Linked DNA regions of Mus musculus: regions 2 and 3 are each linked to region 1. A link is a contact called in public ChIA-PET and HiChIP or PLAC-seq data. All regions are on one chromosome and are shown on one strand. Each heading gives the region's core, a stretch centred on a gene start, on an enhancer-like site or on the middle of the called end of the contact. The rest is flanking DNA. Distances are from core to core; before and after follow the strand shown.

Evidence for each region. ChIA-PET counts read pairs in DNA pulled down with a chosen protein or histone mark. HiChIP or PLAC-seq counts read pairs in DNA pulled down with a chosen protein or histone mark.
Region 2: an RNA polymerase II ChIA-PET map of memory CD8 T cells shows a contact between it and region 1, with 34 read pairs. The contact joins the promoter of Cnn2 here to the promoter of Dot1l in region 1. A contact is called at or near these places in 2 of 39 promoter capture datasets (liver and pre-B cells), 4 of 115 datasets of contacts at active chromatin or transcription factors (astrocytes, embryonic stem cells, memory CD8 T cells and 1 more) and 1 of 9 other capture datasets (pancreatic islet).
Region 3: a FOXA1 HiChIP or PLAC-seq map of pancreatic cancer cells shows a contact between it and region 1. The contact joins the promoter of Fstl3 here to the promoter of Dot1l in region 1. A contact is called at or near these places in 2 of 39 promoter capture datasets (liver and pre-B cells) and 1 of 115 datasets of contacts at active chromatin or transcription factors (pancreatic cancer cells).

The regions. Positions count from the first base shown.
Region 1 is chr10:80,753,066-80,757,898 of GRCm38.p6, reverse strand. It overlaps Dot1l (DOT1-like, histone H3 methyltransferase (S. cerevisiae)), which reads right to left and starts at 2,696. Exons shown (of 28, transcript NM_199322.2): 1 at 2,375-2,696. The coding sequence starts at 2,455.
Region 2 is chr10:79,986,150-79,990,714 of GRCm38.p6, reverse strand. Cnn2 (calponin 2) reads right to left here and starts at 2,115. Exons shown (of 7, transcript NM_007725.2): 1 at 1,975-2,115. The coding sequence starts at 2,037.
Region 3 is chr10:79,775,950-79,780,410 of GRCm38.p6, reverse strand. It overlaps Fstl3 (follistatin-like 3), which reads right to left and starts at 3,137. Exons shown (of 5, transcript NM_031380.2): 1 at 3,014-3,137; 2 at 1,663-1,848; 3 at 231-446. The coding sequence starts at 3,110.

The DNA of each region.
Region 1 (4,833 bases), core at 1,447-3,946:
CCTGCAGATGTCAGGAGCAGGGCTGGGCCAGCAGAGCCAACCTTGCCAAATGAGATCTGGGCCAGCAAGGGAAAGGCACTGGGCGGTCATTCCCAGCCACCCGCCACTGGAAAGCCAGTTCCCGCCAGGCTCAACTGAAGGCCTGATTCACATGAAAGGGTCAGCGTCACTGGGTGAACTTTCAGCCTTCATCACCAGGGGACAGGGCAGAGGCAAACTAGAAGCACCATTCAAATGGGCACCAACAAGGTTGTGGTAGTTTTTTTTAACCCTTCAAACTCATATATGACAACTTTGAGGATACAGCCTGGTGACTGTCTACTCAGTACAGACCAAGCAGCCCATTTCTTGGTCTCCTCAGTGACAGCTTCAGCTTGAACAAGGCTACTGCAGGTGTCTGGAGTTCTAAACTCCCCGCATCCCCAACACACACACACACACACCACAGGGGTACAAGCCCATCATCCCAACCAGCACTTGGGGCAGAAGCTGGATATCACTGCAAGTTCAAGGCCAGCCTGAGCTACAGAATGAGTTCCAGGTCAGCCACTATATAACAAGACCAAAGAAACAATAGAAAAAGAAAACACTAGGCCAGCACAGGCATCCTATGACTGGCAGAATCATCACCAAACTTGGCTCACTGCCCAAAGGATGCTGCCCAGCTAAAAGAAAAACTAGGGGCAGCCTCAAACCCTCAGACAGCGTGGGTGGGCAAGTCTCAGACACATTCTCCCGGGTGAACACTGCAGAGTTGCTGATCATTCCCTGGACTTTCTAGAAAAAGCTGCTAGCAGAGAACACAATGTGACAGCCAAGGAAGTGGGAGGCAAATGACAGAAGGACAGTGGAGGGGAGGCTGAGGTGGCTGAAGTAGGCTGCACCTCGACTGTGACCACAACTCACAGAACTGCCCTGCGAAGGGTGGCTAGTCAGAACAGCCAACTCTGAGAGGGAACGTACTAAAGAGTGTGCTCTTCCAGACAGCCTCACCAGACAACCTCCCGGACTTCCCAACCTCTCAGACTCCACCAACACCAGGGGACAACTTTTCCCATTTCCCACAGTCCTTCCAGTCGTGGTAAGAAGAGGGACAAGCCTCCCCAATTTCTCAGACTCTTTGTAGGCAGACCACCAACCAGGAACCCACACTATAGACCAGGTTGGTCAGGACTCCTCCTGCCTCTGCCAAGTGCCAGGATTAAAAGTGTGTGCCACCATGACCAGCATACACACAAACAGATATTTCAAAATTCCTATTACATTTGTGAGTGGCTGTGTCTGTGCACACAGTGAGGTCAGAGAACTTGTGGAAGTTGGTACTCTCCCTTCTGCCCATGTCCCAAACATGGAACTCAGATTATAAGACTGTTGCTGAGCCATCTTGCTGACCTCAGGAGAGTTGAGTGGACACTTGTGGGAATGTTCAAGGACACACAGGGCTGCCTAATTCGAAGAGGCAGAGGACAGGTGCAAGGGCATCCCAGGACACACATGTTCCCTGGGACCCCAGTGAGGATGTGAACTCAGCAGCACCAGGGAACCCCACTGCTGTATCTTCTACTCAAAGCATACAAAGGGCCACAAGGGGACAGTACACTGACCTCCGCAGGCCCTCCTGGACTTCAGAACCCACTTGCCTCTGGCACTTCCACTTTAAGGGATAACACCTCCAGCTTTGCAGAGTCGCACCAGCTCTACCCACCAGCATGAGAGGACAACCTCCAGACTCCCTAAGTCCCCTCTAGCCATGCCACCAACATTAAGAAACAACTGCTCCAGCATTCCAATGTACCTCCAGGCCAATCCACCAACGTCAAACGACACATGAGGTACAAATTGAGATGACAACCTCTCTAACTTCTCAGGTTCTTTCAGCCGGGCACCCTGACATGAAGAAACAACTATTCGGAGCCCTCCTACCACTCCACGAACGTGGGGGGACAACCCAAACCCAAGGGCCAACCTCCCCCTGACTTCCTAGGGTTCTTTTTAGCACCTGCCCATGAACATCAAAAGGTGACAACGAGAAAGGGCATAGAGGACAATAGGAGAAGGCATCAGGATAAGAAACAGATGACTGGAAGAGGGCACGTGAGGTGACAATTTGAGGTGACAACATGAGGGGTCGCCACGAAAGGCAAGGAATCCCCGACTTCTCAGTCTCTACACCCCTGCCCACAAGGTCGGTCCAGACTCAGGTCCTCAAAGGCTGGAGACGCGGGGCTCCGGGCCGGCGGCGGCGACAACGCGACCGGCCGCGTCAGGGCAACGGCAGGCGCGGGCCGAGAACGGCCAAGGACCCGCCGCCGCCGCCGCTGCCGCCGCGGAGCCCCACGACTCCTACCCCCGCGTTCTCCGCAAGTACACTCACGTAGACCGGCAGCGGCCACGGGTAGACGGCGGGCTCGGCGCCCACAGGCGACTTGAGCCTCAGCTCCAGCTTCTCGCCCATGTCGGCGCGCGCGGCCGCCGCACCATGCTAGGCGGGCGGTTGGGGGAGGGGCGGGGCCACCGGCGGGAAGCCGGGCGGGCGGACACGGGCGGACGCGGGGCGGACGGCTGAGGACAGACGGCCCGGCCTGTGCCTCGGCCGCCGCTCCCGTGTGGCCCCAGCTCCCCTCTTTGTAGGAGTCACAGAGCCGGGGCGTCTAGAGCCGCCGCCATCTTGGGCCGGCGTGAGGAGAAGGCACAATGAGCCGGGGGGTCGGGCGGAACCACTCGGCGAGCGCGCGCGGGGGAGGCCGGGAGCCAAGAGGCGGTGCGCGCCCAGAGCCTCCGCCCGCCGCGCCGCGCGCGCCACCCCTCGCACGCCACGCCCCCTTGGACTCGCCCTCCTCCGACCGACGCACGCACTTACGCACGCAGCGGCGCACGCACGTCCTCGGTTGCCCTCCGACGTCGCCGCCAGCCGGAAGCGGGGACCCGGGGAAACCCTGCGGAGGAAAGCGAGAGAGACCAGGCGGGGTCAAGTTCAAATCCCAGTTGCACAGGCTTGCTTCGCGTCCCTTCGCTTTGCTTTGCTTTTTTCTTTTCTTTCCATTTCCTGTTCTTTTTCTTTCTCTTCCCTTCCCGTCAATTTTCTTTTTCTGTTTTTCTGGCTTTTTCTTTCTTTCTTTTTTTTTTCATTTTTCAATTTTTCCCCTTCTTTAGCTTTTCTATTTTTTCACTTTTCTAGCCTATCTGCTTATTGTTTATTTACATGCTTTTTTTTTTTTTTTTTTTTTTGAGACAGGGTGTCCCTGGCTGTCCAGGAACTCATTCTGTTGACCAGTCTGACCTCGAATTTACCAAAATCCACCTGCCTCTGCCTCCTGAGAGCTGGGATTAAAGATGTGAGCAATAAGTTAATTAATAAATCATCAGTCAAATTGGACCCTATAGGTCGGAGGCTCTCAATTAAGAGTTCAAAGCAATGTTATTCTCTGACCTGCCCAGAACTTTACAGAGTCAGGAGCCAAACTTATTTCCTTCTTAGGCCATTCCAATCCTTCTAATACTTAAGTTCCCTCCCCCCAAAACCTTCTGAGAATAAGTTACCTTGAGGTGAGCTGTCACCAGCTCACCAGCCGCTTCTGGATAGCTGCTTCTTCTTCCTGACTACATGGGAGTGAATGTAATCTAGGGGAGATGGCTCCCACCCCTCATCCTAGCGCTTGCCAGCCCCCAAAAGAAGGATCCGGAGCTAGAAGCCATGCTGAGCTACCAAGTAAATTCCGGGCCAGCCTGGGCAACTCAGTGAGCCCTCGTTCCAAAACTAAATGACGTGGTAAAAGACTCTGTAGCTTGGTGTCTCAGTCAGGGCTTCTATTCCTGCACAAACATCAGGACCAAGAAGCAAGTTGGGGAGGAAAGGGTTTATTCACCTTACACTTCCACATTGCTGTTAATCACCAAAGGATGTCAGGACTGGAACTCAGGCAGGTCAGGAAGCAGGAGCTGATGCAGAGGCCATGGAGGGATGTTCTTTACTGGCTTGCTTCCCCTGGCTTGCTCAGCTTGCGCTCTCTCTCTCTCTCTCTCTCTCTCTCTCTTAAATACATTTTTTTCCCAAGACAGGGTTTCTCTGTGTAGCCCTGGCTGCAGCTTGCTCTCTTATAGAACCCAAGACTACCAGCCCAGGGATGGCACCACTCACAAGGGGACCTCCCCCCTTGATCACTAATTAAGAAAATGCCTTACATGGGCTGGTGAGATGGCTCAGTGGGTAAGAGCACCTTACTGCTCTTCCAAAGGTCCGAAGTTCAAATCCCAGCAACCACATGGTGGCTCACAACCATCCATAATGAGATCTGACTCCCTCTTCTGGGGTGTCTGAAGACAGCTACAGTGTACTTACATATAATAAAAATAAATTAAAAAAAAAAAAGAAAAAAGAAAATGCCTTACAGCTGGATCTCATGGAGGCATTTCCCCAGCTGAAGCTCCTTTCTCTGTCAAGTTGACACAAAACTAGCCAGTACACTTGGTATGATGTAAGCAGGTCAAGAAACTGAACTTGCCAGGTAACTCATGGGTTACACAGGGCTCTTGGGACACAGGCAGAGGCAGGTGGATAGCCTGGGCCTGAGCCGAGATTATCCTTCCTTGCAGAAGTCTGCATTGGCTCTTCCTAGATTGCTCTATTGTTTTTATTTGTTGGCTTCTATGTTTTTTTGTTTGTTTGTTTTTTGGTTTGGTTTTTCGAGACAGGGTGTGCCACCACACCCGGCGGCTTCTACGTTTGATTTTGTTATCTTGTTTTACTTTTTTTTTTTTTTTTTTTTTTGAGAGGAGATCATTGTGTAGCTTTGAAAGTTGATATGTGCAGGGCAGTGGTGGCATGCATCTTTA
Region 2 (4,565 bases), core at 866-3,365, 770 kb after region 1:
TTCTCTGCTCTCACTCTCTATATAGACCAGGTCAGAGATTCACACAGGATTAAAGGAGTGCAGTATTCTTTTTTTTTTTTTTTTAATCTTTACTTTATGTGTCTGTGTGAGGGTGTGAGATTTTGGAGTCACAGTGCTGCTGGGTCCTTCAAAAGGGCAATCAGTGCTCCCATCCATCTCTCCATCCGCCAGTCCCCCGGCCCCCCCCCCCCCGGTTTTTCGAGACAGGGTTTCTCTGTGTAGCCCTGGCTGTCCTGGAGCTCACTTTGTAGACCACTAGCCTACGACTCAGAAAACTGCCTGCCTCTGCCTCCCGAGTGCTGGGATTAAAGGCGTGCGCCACCATGCCCGGCAGTTTCCTATATGGACTGGTTTGTGTAAGAGTTCGCTGTCAGGCGCTCCCTCTCCCCTTCCTGTCTTTTAAAATCCTTCGAAGTGGGATTAGCTGGGTGCAGGGGCAGTCGGGGCAGCTGTTCCCACAGGAAAAAGCAAGGACAGCCCAGAGGGGAACAGGGGTCGGCCAGGGACGCCAAGCATGCCTGGTCCAGCTGTGCCACGTCCCTAGCCACTCTGAGGACCAAGGAGGAGGGCAGGGGCTCAGTCCCGCCCGCTGCGGCCACCTCCCTCCCCACTGCCCTTCAGCGCATTCCTGCCCGCAGGCCACAAACTACCAGGAATGCGGTGGCCTCCCGGGTCTAAATCAAGACCAGCTGTTCCCCAGTGGCCAGGCTCCTCAACTGGACCGAACAAAGTCCCACGGGATATGGGCCAGCTAGGGGGGTAAACTGAGGCACATAGGTCAGGCAGAAAAGTCTCCGGATCCCCCCTCCCAGTGGACGATGCAACCCTTCTGTGACCCCTGCAGGCTACTGGGGGGGGGGGGTCCACTTCCCAGCTCCACAGTTGGAGGGGATCTGAGAGCTCATCCCCTGAGCAAGTGCTGACCTGTCCCTGGCCCCACCCAGCTCCTAAAACTCTATCCTTAGGGCTGTCCTGACTCTTTCTTTCACTTTCTCTGTTCCAGGGAGATGTCCAGTCTGTCCAGGAAGAATTGGGCAGGGTCGTCAGAATGCTGTGTGTCTCTGGGGAGCTAGAGCAACCTCTCTGAGCCCAGGGTGGGAAGTGAAATAGCAACTTGTCTCTAGCAGGCTGAGGATAGCACATGGGTGGCATGAGGTAGGTATGCCTCTCGTGTCACTTGTAGGGACCTGGCAGGTGCCAGTCGGAGGTGGGTCCGACTGGTAGCTTCAGCGTGCCTAGGCAGGTTGCTTGGCTTTAGCTGACTGTGAAACTTGCATTCCCAGGTGCCAGGTGTGTGCGTGTGGTTGGCGGATCTATCTAGAAGGTTTCAGGATGTCAGGCCTGAGCCCCCTAAGTCTGGGATCAGTGTCTCCCTCATCAGCTCAGGACACCTTGCTGTATGGCTCCCCAGATGTCCCTCCGAAACTGGTGACTTCAGTGTTCTCCTGCATTTGCGGTTCCTCTCAGTGAGCCCTTTCCCAGGTGTGTGTGGGAGTCCTGGAACGGACCACACCCTGTTAAGAAGGCCACCGGCCCCGCCCCCTTCCCTGTCCCCAACTTAAGTGGCTTAGATGAAACGGAAGTTTCGACAGGTAATGAAGATGGGGCCTCAGGGGGCACTCTCAGACGCCCGGATCGCTCGTGTGCTCGCTTTCTCTCTCCCGGACCTTAACTTTCTTACATCCTGCAAGGGGCACAGAGTGCAGGAAGCCCGGGGCGCCGGGGACTGAGAGGTCCAGGGGCGGGGCTGGAGGTGACATTCAGGATGCGGATAAAATGGGTCCCCAGCCTCCCAGACGCCACAGCTTCCCACAGCACCCCAGACCCTCCGGATATCAGGGTAAAGCAAAGCCCAGCTGTCCCGGCTCATGCATCGGTCGCGCGTTCGAGGCTGGCGAGCCCCGCTCCCATTGGTCGTGCGTTCGAGGCTGGCAAGCCCCGCAACCCACTCACCCGGTTCTTGACCTCGGCCGAGAGCCCGTAGGACGGGCCCTTGTTGAACTGCGTGGAGCTCATGGCGCGGGACCCCGGAGCGGGACAGGAGGACCAGCGGGACCGGCAGAGGGTCGGGCTGCGGGCGGACGGCCCGGGACGGGGCTGAGCGCCGCCCCCGCCGCCGATTGGCTGGCAGAGCAAATGTCCTTATAAGGCGTGGAAGCGCCGAATTCCTGTGGCCGCGACTTCCTGAGCCCCCCTCGGCCGCCGGGACCCCCGCCCGCCGGAGCCACCCTAGCATCCCGGCCGATCAGGAGGGGCCCGCCGTCCCGTTTGTAGTTGCGGGAAACTGAGGCAGCGAAGGGCGTGGGCTTCCGACCTGGGCCAGAAGTCAGTTTACTCCTCCTGTATCATAGTGAGAGACAGAAAACTGTTCGGTGGGACCCTAAATCCTAAAATCTGGCTAGAAACCTTCTCTGCCACTACCGGCACTTACCAGAATCTTGCTCCCTCTCCAAACATCTCAGTGGGAAGGGGCAGGGGCGGCATAGACAGGATTCTCGAGGGGAGCTTCTCAGAGAAGGAGGCCTCGGGAGCTGGAGCACTGATGGATGAGTTTTTCAGTCCAAAGGGAAAAGGCTTTCTGCTAGAACACCAAGTGCAAAATATGGAGGGTGGGAGAAGGCGATCGGTTGGAGGTCGGGGTGGGGCTCCCAGAAGGGCTGAGGGTTGCTGGCTGACTGTGTGAGGGTGGAGTGGCTGAGGATGATATCCTTTCAGTAAGTGCCTGAGCTCAACCTGAGTCTGTAGATGGATCAAGTTGATTCCTGAGGGGCTGGTCCTGCCCCACGGAACACAGGCAGACAGATGCTGGGAGTCTCAGGGCTTGACAGAGAGGCCTTGGCCATAGGACGGAAGCATAGTTTTTTCGAGACAGGATTTCTCTGGAACTCACTCTGTAGATCAGGCTGGCCTCGAACTCAGAAATTCACCTGCCTCTGCCTCCCAAGTGCTGGGATTAAAGGCGTGCGCCACCACGCCCAGTGGTTGGATACTTCTAAAGGGTGGCTTTCTTCCCACCTCTCTGGGTTTCTGTGATTTAGACAAATCCTTCCTCTCTGGGCTCTGCTGGAGTTTTTGAATTTGTACAGTGGAGCACCGGACTCCAGATGGTCCCAAACTGTGGACAACACAGGTTCCTGTGACCAGGCAGGAAGCCCCAGGTGTCGGGACACTGAAGACCTTTTTGGAATAGTTAAAGAAAGCACTTGTCAAGAGCGGCCATGCTGTGTGGGGTGCACACAGGCTTAGCAGGGTATCAGGGCATCCAGGCCACTGTGCTGAGCACTGAGACAGCAACTGCAGGTGCCACAACCAGGTTCTCTGCAAGAGCAGCTATTTCCCCAGACCTGAGCCATCTCCCCAGCCCACCCTCCTCGCCTCCTTTCTTCTCCATCTGCAGCGCACCTGTATCCACATACACAGCCCTCACACACACCCCCAGTGTTCACAGCCTTCTGTGACTCCAGCTTCAGGGGACCCGACGCCCCCATCTGGCCGCTGTAGGCACTGCATGCGCGTCGTGCGCAGACAGGCACTCAAAAAAAAAAAAAATGAGTAGATGAGTCCAACTTCCCTCATTTTCTTAACAGGGGCTGAAATTTGAACAAAACACTGTGTATGCTGTGAAGTATAGCCACATCTCTGCTCCCGCCCAGCAGCAAGGCCAGCCACTCCCTCCTTCTGTCCCGCCCCTGAGCTCAGAAGAGCTTTCTGAGCTTTGAAGTGGTTGAGAAATAAGAACAAATAAGGAAAACTATTCCATGCCGAGAGGACTGTGTGCCACATTCAAACCCTGGCCCTGCTGCTTTGTGACTTACAATCCCAGAAACAAAACCCCAAACACCCCAGATCCCAAGATTCTGGATTTCTAGCAGCTTAGTGTATTAGAACTCTGTCCTGAGATCGAAAATGAATGGAATTTAACATTCCATGTAGCTGGGTGGTGGTGGCACGTCTTTAGTCCCACCCAGCACTCTTGAGGTTCTCTGTGAGTTCGACTCCAGTCTGCTCTACAGAGTGAGTTCCAGGACAGCCAGGGCTACACAGAGAAACCCTGTATTGAAAAACAAACAAAAATCCTCCTTCCCCATTTCACTGTGTGACACTAATTATCAGCTCTCTCTGAACTCCAGGCTCCTTGTCTGAAAATCAGATGAGTTAATATTTGCAAACTCCTCTTGGGGCGGCTGATATAGATGTCAAAAATCTTAAGAATTCTGGCCCTAGCTGCTGGAAGCTGGCTGGGCCCCAGGATGACTCTCCCTGCCAGGGTCACACCTTCCGGGGGACAGACCATCTCTGCAGTGCCTGGGATCTGGGTGGTAGTGCTTCTGCTGTGGGTGTGGTGACCATGCCCTTGAGATCACCACTCCGGAGGCAGAGAGAGGCAAGAGGATCACTGTGAATATAAGGCCAGGCTGCTCTACAGAGCAAGTTCCAGAACAGCCAAGGAAAGACCACAAACTCAAAAAGTAAATAAAGTAAAATCCCATCTCTCAGTCAAGCCTTGCTTGCTCTGGTCGTGAGCGATATGACTGACTGACGTG
Region 3 (4,461 bases), core at 1,888-4,387, 980 kb after region 1:
CACCTTCCCCTAGGCCCCGCCCCTCAGCCGGCCTTACCTTGGTCTTGCCGTTTGCCAGGCCCCGCCCTCTCTAGACTCCGCCCCTCAGCCAGCCCTATCTTTTCCCAGGCTTCGCCTTTCCCAGGCCTGAGGTGCCTCCCTGTCCTCCCCTCCCTAGCCCCACCCCCAGGTCCTGCCTGATTCCTTGGCCCCGCCCCGCGTCCCCGCCCCTCCACGGTCACAGCTCTTACTTTGACAGCGGCCGCGGTACATGACGCGCAAGTCTGGGTGTCCGCGACAGCGCGCGGTGCGCAGTTCGCATTCGTCCCGGTAGGTGGCGCCATCAGAGCCGCAGACCTGGAAGCCCGCGGGAAGCCCCTCGCAGTTGGGCACGCACTCGCAGTGTGGACGGCCCCCCAGCATGCGGCACGCCTTGCCGGGGCCGCACTCCACTCCGTCGCAGGAATCTGAGGACACAGAGCACACACGAGTGCGGTTCCCACATGTCACTGGAGTCCAGGTGCACCGTGATGCACAATTACTGGATGCATCCATTACTGGTTTCTACTAGGACCTCCCCAAAGAGGCATGGGGGAGAGGTTCGTTCACTCTGCACATCTTTATGTCTCAGGTGGGGAAACTGAGGTTCGCCTAGACATTCTTGTGTTGGCATTTACACCTAGCCACATACTCTGTTTTTTTGAGTTGGCCTCAAGTAGCCTAGGCTACTCAAACTTGCTTTGTAGCCAGGGCTGGCCTTGAACTCTTGATTATCCAGGATCTGGAGAGACCTACATTTCAGGGTTACACCTGGGTACCCCCCCCCAGAGGGCCCACCCACCATACATCTGGAACTGACCCTCTAGCCAGCTTTAGGAAATCAAAGAAAGAAAAGGGAGGGGGCAAATTTCCATCCCCAGTCCCGAGGACCAGAGGAGGCTGGGAGGACAGTCAGGCCCTCAAGCCCCGGAAAGGCTTTTCTTGAAATCCCTCCTCTTCTCAGAAGCTAGAGGAGGAGGGGAGTGTGGCAATGGGCTCTGGACCACACAGCCAGGCTGATGGGAGATTAATCCTACCCCTGAGGCCAATGCAGGCTCCTTCCCTATCCTCCTATCCCTGAGGGTCTGCAGCCCTGCCCAGCTTCCTCCTGGATGAGCTGCCTGATGTTGCTCCTACCTCTAGAGACTAACCCTAGACCCAGTGCACTCTTCCATATGGGCTTCACTCAACAAACTCCTAATCATCACCCCGACCCTAGATCTTATGCCTGCTTCCTCCAAATCCTTCCCATCACTTTCTACTGGTTCAGCCCCAAGCACAGAGAGGCCAGGGGTGCCCTCTGTCACCTGGACTGTTATTCATTCACCTCAGCAGGGACGCGGGTGGCGGGCGTGCTCAGAATAAAGCACAGGCAGATACTCCAGGCATATTAGCTATGTAAAATGTGTGGTGCTCAGGGTCCCATGAGGGTAGCAGTACGGACGGACATAGCCTGAATGCCTGGTCAGGATTTAAGGCTAAGTTCCTCCCCACCAGGTGAGGTAGGATGCAGGTTAGGGGCTTTACATGATGAAACCAGGGGGCTTCTCAAAGCCTCCGCAAGTCGTGGGCCCCAGGGTCCCCTCCCCAGTTCCCCATTCACTCTGGGTCTTGTCTGCCATCAGGAGCCCCCCACGGCTTCACCTTTGCAGGGGAGGCAGTGGACGAGGCCCAGGAACCCTAGCAGGCTGATTTTATTGCCTGGGTGGGTGAAGTTGGACCAGGCGGTGTTGATGTTGCCGGAAGCACAGCACTCCTCCCGGCTGACACGAGTCTTCAGCACCAGACTGCAGGTGGCCTCTCTGCCCTGCTGGAGCCAGCACACGCCACCTATTTGGAAGGAGGAGGAGGAATGGGGAAGCTCCAGACCCCATCTCTACCTAAGAATTATCCCTATACATGATCTTTGTGGAACAAACTCCCAACTAACCCCCAACACCTCAGATCTAATTCCCCCAGCCAATTCAGAGATGTCCATAGCTATCCTAAATGCCCTGTACAGGAAGAAAGGGCAGAAAGCCACAGCTGTGGCTCGAGCTCTTCTGTGGAGGGAACCCTTCTCCTCTGAGCCGCACCCGAGTGCTCCACCACCAACTCCCGCCTGGCCTCCAGGCCTGAGAACTGGCACCCTGCCCAGCCCCTTCAAATGCCAGGCGCTCGGCATGTGAGGGTCTGTGGGCCTGCACTGGCTTCCCGCCTCTGCCCTCTGTCTAGACAGTGCCCAGGACAGCCGAGCCCCCGGCTTGCAGCCCCCCCTCGCCTGACCCGCCTCTTACTCACTCCAACTGGGGAACATTCCCTCTGCGTGAGCTCACTCCCCTGGGACAGGGACGGGGGACGCGGCCCTAGGGGAGGGGGCTTGGCTCCCTTGGAGGGCAGCAGCCTTGCAGGGCTGGTAGGGGCTAGAACACAGAACCTTTGGCTTTCTTCACCCTTAAGTGAAGACAGCCGCACACCTCCCCCCCCCCCCCCGCCCCCATCAGAACTCATTCTTGCTCAAGAGACACTGCCGAACGCCTTCCATGAACTGGGCCCCAGCACCTCTGCAAAGGCTTTACAAAAAGGGAGACTGAGGCTGGAGCTCTCCTGGCCAGATGCAGGTATACCATTCTACCTGAGGCATCTCATCCAGAGACTCCTGAAACCCTCTGCCTAAGTGGCATTAGCAGGGCCAGCCACCCAGAGATGTCTCTCTAGGGCCTACAGAGCCACCTACCACGTCACTTAAAAGGTTCATGACCCTGGGCCTCAGTTTACCTATCCTGAAAACGGGGAGGAAAAAGTACCCACAAGTTTCGGCTGTTCTGTGGACTCATGGGAAAGCATGTAAACAGTAAGAGCTCAATAAATAAATGTCAGTCCTCTTTTGAGGCTGGAGGCGTGGAGTCCCGCATTCGCCCACCCAGCCAGAGCACACCCCAGACATCCCCCTGCCGCATTCCTCAGGCCACGTGGGTGGCCCGCTCGCCCGCCCCTTCCGCCCAGCCCCACTCACCGGGCACAGAATCCTCGGAGCCCATCACGGCGCCCACGGATCCCACTGTCCAGACCAGGGCTCCCCAAAGCAGCGGCCACAGTGCCCCAGAACGCATGGCGAGTGTTGGGCAGCAGCGGGGACTCAGCGAGTGCAGACGCCTCGGCCTATAAAAGCCCAGGGCGGGCGGGGCCGGCGGCGGGCGGGGCGGGGCGCAGCGGGACGGACGTGTCCCCGAGGCGCAGGGCCCGGGCCTGCGCGGGGGTGGCCACCGGGGGCAGGCCGTGTCCCATCTGGGAACCAGACAGTTGTCTAGGAAGAACAGTCCACAATGGGGTCAGGTCACAAAGTGTGGCCCGGAGGGCATGTCCTGGGAGGTGGACACCTCCAGGTGTCCAGTGTTCCTTTGGGGATCTCTGGGGTGCAGGTGAGAAGCCCCACCTGGGCTAAGCGGGTATTGAGGTTACCATCTGGTCTCTTTAGCCTCTTGCCTAACCTTCACCATGACAGTACCCACGGTTGCAAAGGGTGTCCCCATGCTGTTCCAAACTATTTAAAGACTCATACCTACCATTCTAGCCTTTGGAGGCTGAAGCAGGAGGATTGCTGTGAGTTTGAGGCCAGCTAGGGCTTCAGAGTGCATCAAACTAAAGTTGAGGTTGTCTGTAGCTAGCTCCGTGGGAGCTAGAGTGCTCCCCCAGCTCACACAGGCCCTGGAGTCCACCGGCACAAAAGGGATGGTGCACACCTGCCATTCCAGCTCTCAGGAGGTAACGGCTGGTGGATCAAGAGTTCAAGGACATTCTCAGCTACACAGGGAATTCAAGGCTAGCCTGGGCTACCTGAGACCCTGACTCAAAAAGGGAAAACGAAGCCAAACCCAGAGTTTAGAGGATGGCTCAGGGGTTAAGACTGATTGCTTCAGAGACAGGAAGACCTGAGTTCAAATCTCCAGCATCCATGTAAAAAGCCAATGTGGGGCAAGGACGCCTGTAATCCCAGGTATGTGGGGGTGGAGACAGGAGGATTGCTGGGGCTTGCTGGTCACCATACCTGCAACTTCAGTGAGAGACTCTTGTCTCAAAGGAATAAGGCCAGATGTGAGAGAGGGGACACCTGATGTCTTCTGGCCTCTGTGAATGGATATGTGCACATAGGAAAAAAAAATCATCCGGCAGGAGTTGTACCCCAGAATCCCAGCACTTATGGGGGCCACAAATTCAAGTTCAATCTGGTTTACAAAGAGAGCACAGGCCAGAAAGACTCTATCTAAGAAACAGGATGGGAGCTGGAGAGATGGCTCACTTAAAGAGCACTGACTGGTGTTCTAGAGGTCCTGAGTTCAATTCACACATGGTGGCTCACAACCATCTGTAATGTCCTCTTCTGGTGTGTCTGAAAACAGCAGCATTGTACTCACATACATAAAATAAATAATCTTTAAAAAAAAAAAGAAGAAGAAATACTAA